Regions from separate parts of the Sus scrofa genome. Here region 2 is linked to region 1. A link is a contact called in public Hi-C data. All regions are on one chromosome and are shown on one strand. Each heading gives the region's core, a stretch centred on a gene start, on an enhancer-like site or on the middle of the called end of the contact. The rest is flanking DNA. Distances are from core to core; before and after follow the strand shown.

Evidence for each region. A called contact is a pair of places that touch in the nucleus more often than the background predicts.
Region 2: a contact with region 1 is called in a Hi-C map of heart right ventricle, with 1.8 times the contacts expected there. The contact joins the enhancer-like site here to the promoter of PAM in region 1. A contact is called at or near these places in 5 of 47 Hi-C or Micro-C datasets (fetal heart ventricle, fibroblasts, heart right ventricle and 2 more) and 2 of 2 datasets of contacts at active chromatin or transcription factors (alveolar macrophages and skeletal muscle).

The regions. Positions count from the first base shown.
Region 1 is chr2:108,254,416-108,257,367 of Sscrofa11.1, forward strand. It overlaps PAM (peptidyl-glycine alpha-amidating monooxygenase), which reads left to right and starts at 1,508. Exons shown (of 26, transcript XM_021084557.1): 1 at 1,508-1,779.
Region 2 is chr2:108,380,770-108,383,721 of Sscrofa11.1, forward strand. PAM (peptidyl-glycine alpha-amidating monooxygenase) reads left to right here. Exons shown (of 26, transcript XM_021084557.1): 4 at 360-480. Among named protein-coding and RNA genes, the nearest start is that of PAM, 130 kb to the left of the region's middle. Within about 2 kb of position 1,557, at least 3 of the 83 cell types and tissues checked have an H3K27ac peak or open chromatin away from gene starts, as enhancers often do.

The sequences.
Region 1 (2,952 bases), core at 258-2,757:
GCCAGGAGAGAGAAGTACCTCAGGGGATGCCTAAACAAAATAACTTCCCATCCACTGTAAAGACCCAGCTCTGTTTTCTTATATTTGTCAGCTAACATCACTACAGAATGAATTTCTCATCGCTGGCCAGAGCTTGGCATCATCAGCCTTCTGTGGAATTTAGGTTGGGAAGAGGGGCGGGTCAAGGCATGCGCTAGGTCCTGAAGTGTATCCTTGACTCTCCATCTCTGGCTGAAAATTCTTTATGGGAGGCAGTCCAGATATTCCAATCTATCCAATGCAAGCATCGTTGTTTTCCCTGCAGAGAAATGAATTTTCTTTCTGGTAGTTCCTCTATGGCTGGAGGGCTTTTGCCTCCTTCATTGCAGCCTCTCTCGCTCTTTGTAGGTTCTCATTTTCCTTACTTGCCTTCCACTGGCTTCTACCTCATCTTCTTCAGCATCCCTCCTCTCACGCTACCGACCCCCATCCCCCAAACCAAGGGCTGCAGAAGGAAAAAGCGCCTGGAAAAACCAGAACACTGAGCTGGATATCCTTGCCGGTCGTTTGGTTGGGAGAAGTTGGGGAAAGGAGGATAGGATTTTGGAAGATGCGAAGTGGCTGGTTTGGGGAATGAAAAGTCACGTTGAACACACTCTAGAGGTTACCTGAGGGGAAGTAAAGGCAGTAGCAAACACCTGCCCTTGAATTAAACGCGTATCAGTTTGTGCGTGGGGTCAGTAAAGCACAGCACCAAGCCACTTGAGTATAAACCTTTTCGGCTGGAACTTACCAACTCCGTGGCTCCCTGTTTTGCCCTGCTTTGGGATGAGGTAGAGAGGGAGTTGATTTCTGGGCTCCCTGCCTGCAGTTTAGGGGTGAAGCGCTAAGAGTGTGCGCGTTGAGCGCACTGCGAGCTGAAAAAAGGCCTCGCAAAAGGAACACGTAGAGGTGGGAAGCCAAGCTAGGAAAGGGGGTTTCTGGCGCCAGGCTTGGGGTGAGGGCAGGAAAGCACTTCGAAGCCATGAGCGAGGTGGCCAGAATCCAGCGACTGGGCAGAAAGGAAATTGCACTTTTTCCACAGGTTCAACCCCGGTGCCCCGCTGGCCGGTTCCGCACACTTTCTTTGCGGGAGTCCCCCAACCTGCGGCGGGAACAGGAGGTAGGGGGTCCTTGATTCTCTTGGGAAATATCCTCCTAGCCCCGCGCTGGGCGGAGGGAGAGTCCGACATTTTCCTCGGCCTCTCTCCGGGCAGCCGGCGTGGCCACCTGGCAGGGCTGCTTTTAGGGACTTGGGACTCGGGCGGAGCAAAGGGAGACTTTCAGGCCGGGCCTTGACCCCCTTCCCCCGGCGATAGTTCCAGCTCTCGGCCACTTACTGCCCACACGTGAGTCCAAACACCCAGGACAGCGAATCCCGCAGGGAAACCTCGGGAAGCTGCGCGCGACCGGGAGCTGACTCTGCGGGGACCTCCTTCCCAACCCCCGCGGCCCCCGCGCCCGAGGAGGCAGGGGCGGAGCGGAGGCGCGAGCACGGGGCGGGCTCGGGGGCGGCCGGCAACAGCGGAGCCGCCCCGCGGGGAGGGACTGGGAGCTGAACCCCTTATCCGAGGGCGAACTGCGGACGGGGTTGGGCCCCGCGCGCTCCAGGAGAGAGCCCCCTCCGCCGAGGCCGCCGCGTGCTCGGCCTTTCCCCGCCCAGAGAGCCGGAGCCTACCAACTAACTCCGCCCGCCGCGCCCTCCGCTCCGCCGCCCGCAGGCTCCCGCTTCCGTCCCGGACTGTGCCCGGGGCTGCGCAGGTTAGTACCGCGGCCGCCGTGGCCGCCACCGCTGCCGCAACCCGCGGGCGGTCGAGGCAAGGGTGAGGGTGGGAGCCGGGAAGGGGGCTAAGGAAGTTGGGCTGATGCTGGGCCGGGACGGGGGATCGTGCTGCCTCAGCTCCCTCCGCTTCTCGGCGCCCGAGGCGGTGGTTGATTTCCTCCCGGGAAGCTGGGGTCGCGCGGGCTCCAGAGCCGCGGCCAGGGAGGGTCTCGGGAACTTCTAGTCTATCTTTCTGAGTCCCCCTTGGCACCGCCACAGCCTTGGCTAGTAGTGAGGGGTCAGCCTCCCGTCCTGTCCTCACCTTCGCACTTCTCCTTGCGCCTCATCCTGTGGGTAAAATTCTTCATTCGCCGTTTCTTTTCTCAATTTGGGGAACTCTCCGTACTGTGGAGAAAGGCTCCCCGGTTCCCGCCCTCCCCTGAGACAAGTTTGGGGTGCAAGCTGGGGCCGCTGGGAGGGCAGAAGGGCTGGAGCCAAGTAGCGACCCGAGTTGATTATCAGCGAGTGCCGGGCAGCTATGGAAATTCCCTCTCCTCTTCTCTCGCGTCCTTGCCCAGCTCTGCTCTCCTCCCTGCAGTTTTGCCGGCCCTGTACGCCGGCAAAGGGCGATCGCAGAGGCCAGATGGAAAGTATCCATTACTTAGATACTTGGAAAATGGGAATTTAAGCCTGCTTTCAGCCACCCAACCTTTGTTGGGTGTAGCCTTTGTACCCGATCCTTTTGGACACCTTACGTTCTCATCTGTGAAATGCGGGTCTGCTTTTCCCACCGCTGAGGGTCCTTGTGACGATCCGGTGGGATGATCTCAGTGTATTACTTAATTTTGAGCCATTGTATCTGGTCTCATAAAGGTGCCTGACGGCATGTCCAGTGTTCTAATTCTCTGAGTTGTGGTCCTTCGTGTGAGACATAATTATGTCTCTTTAGATGATTTGGCCAATAGCTTTGTTTGTATTTCTGGATCTGATTATTAATATTCAGAGTTGAAATCGTCTCTTCCTCACCCAACCCGATGTACAAAGCTATGGACCTTTCCTATTTCTGTGGTCACAGGATTTCAAATAGCAAAAGATCGTTATTGGCACAAGTCTTTGGAAATAAGAACTGTGCTTGCTTCAGATATTTGCCAATCTTTACAATCGCTTTTCCA
Region 2 (2,952 bases), core at 307-2,806, 130 kb after region 1:
ATTCATTCTGTACTTTCATTAGCTAGAAACAAATACATATTTTGACAAGTTTTTATTGAATCAAGTTTTAAATGTATCCTTGGTTACTCTGATTATATTTTGTTTACAAGTTGAGTGTATGTTGCTGTTGGACTCTACAATTCAATTCTGAGAATGTTACAGAACGTTATATGGTTATTACATCTTTTCTGGGTCTAAATCAACAATCTTTAATCTTTTTTTGTTTTTTTTTAACAATCCTTAAAGTCATAGAATTCATTTTTTTCATCTCATGTCAAGATTCCATTATGTTCAAGCTGTTCCATCTCATGTCCAGTTAAGATTCCATTATGTTCAAAGAAATTTTCTTATTTTTTAAGGTTTAAAGAAACTTCCAGATCATTTTCTAATGAATGTCTTGGTACCACCAGACCAGTAATTCCTATTGATTCATCAGATTTTGCATTGGATATTCGCATGCCTGGGGTTACACCTAAACAGGTGAGAGGAATTCTGTATTTCATTGTTCACATGTTCTGTATACAGTCTATAATTAAAAGAAAAATACTGCATTTATAGCAGTAGTTAGTTCTTTAAAAGGAGACATTTGCTTCCAAGACTCTTCAGATAGGGATAGAATAATTAAATATAAAGAGGAGTAAATTTTTGGTTAAATTTCTTTTTAAAAAGTTTACCCATATTATTTGTGTTTTGAAATGGAACCTTGAAAATTTATGTGTTGAAATTCTCAATGGAGTAATAGCCTCTAATGCAGCATGTAAGTATATATTAAAATATGAAAAAAATGTTGTAATAAAGATATATGATATTGAGAAGCTGCAGCTGAGAGATTGTGTTGTATGAATACCCTTCTATGGCAGCCACAGGTTGAAAAGTAAAAGCGTGAGTTTACTGCCAAGAATTTGAAAAATAAAATATTCTACACTTTGAAAAGTTAAAAAAAAAAAAAAAACTGTTCTTACAGGTGGCCGATTGTGAGTTTTCTTTAGCATGATTTGCTTGTCACAAGAGAATATATTTTGAAGAAATAGTGGCAGAACTCAAGCTACCGTGACTTAAAGAGCATTTTGAGTAGAACTAGGTTGTTGCTAGGGCTTTCCCTATTTTACGTGTAAACGAGAAGCTCAAACCCACTACTGTCATGTGTGCAAGGTGTTTCATTGAGCATGAAAAAGCCAGAATTAATTATGCTTTTCAGCCAGACAGTGCAGGGATTTATGTATGTCATTAAAAGATAGTCTTCTTCTTTTGAAACGCTGCAGAGACAGGGAAAGACCTAGGTGTTGTAGAGCTGCAGTGGCTGATGACTCACTGTTGCAGATAGCCTCCCCCTTGTCCTTTCTTTTTCTTTCTTTCTTTTTTAAAGTACTGAGAAAATAAAAGTGTTCTACATACTGTGGAGAATTCTTTTGAAATTAATGTTCAGAAGCTCAAAGACATACATGGTCCTTTTTGGACAACTAAGGATTGACATTCATTTATTTGAATATCCATGCGTTGTCTAAGTATTTATAAATAACTACTGTTGTAAAATTGGCCCTTACTCCCTCAGCCCTGCCTATCCCGAAATGACCAAGCAGATGACTTTTCTGTATGTTTAGTTATTAGTGTCCTGGCCTTTTCATTTTATAAGCTCTTTATTTAGTATTTAGTAAAAAGAGGTATAATGAGATTGGGAAGAGGAAAGAACAGTGATAGTGGCTCACTTCTCAAATCTGCTTCTTCTTGTCTCTTCTCACTTTTAAAAGTGATTTTTCTGCTGTATTTGCTTAAAATGACTTTATATTACTTTGTAAAAATATTCACTGGTTACTCATTAAGCCCTCTTTTCCAACAAAAATATCATTTTCTCAAATAGTCATTTGTTGTAGTTTGTTATTATTCTGTTGTTATTTTTTTTCTTCCCTTTGTTTTACAGTAAAAACACTTAAATTATTTAACAATAATCATAATAGTTAATGTGTTGGGGTGAACATTCTCAGAAAAAGTTCCTAGGGGAATTAATTATAAAAGAAGGAAGAGGAGCTCAATTTTCATAATCTTGTAATTATCAAAATAACTCTATGGATAAAACAACATATATTAATAAGGAAATTGCAGCATGTTATTTTGAACTGTCTGCGTTCAGCTTTGCCTCTTGCAATGCACGTTTGCTGGTTGCCTTTCCAGCCTACCATTCCTTCTCACTGTGGTTCCCAGGGAACTATTTACCCAGGATCCAGAGGTGGAGCACAGGGACTAGGATTAGCAAATCACTGTCTTCTACTTCCCTTTTCTTTGTGATTGGTTCAGAAGAAGGCATGTGACCTAGACCAATCCAGTCAAATCTTAGGACCTTTGCTGGGAATGCATTTTTTTTTCATGCATGTGAACAGAAGGTATGAAGTCCTAGGGTCTGCTGAATTCATGAGAGGAGCCATGTCTAGAATAAAACTCGTACTGTTGATGACGGTGCAGAGATACTGAAAGAATAGAGGCTCTTGGTCACATTGCTACTTAGGGACTTTTCCTTTATGTTAGCCTTTCTTGTTTCATCCAGATTGAGTTGGGTTTTCTCTGACTTGAAACTTAAACTTCCTACCTGTGTAAGTAATTACTTGTTCTGTCTGATCATCTCAGAACTGGTTTCTTCCACTTTCCCTATCACTTTCTATTGATCATGTGCCATGACTTGATCCAGCTGGCATATAGGTCATATACCTCATAAACTTTCATGAGAAATGATAATTATCCTCCTATTGAGAATACTCAGGAAGAAATAGATACAGAAACCCCAGAAACTCTTTTCCTCATGAACTTTTTCCTCATGAACTGAGTGAGGAAGATTCAGAACTGTGATAATATGAGTACTTTTGGTGAAGAAAGTATTCTTGTCTTAAAATGTAGATGAAACTAAGTTTAATACCCATCTTTAAGAGGAGAGGAGATAAGCAAGTAAGAAAGGAAACAAAA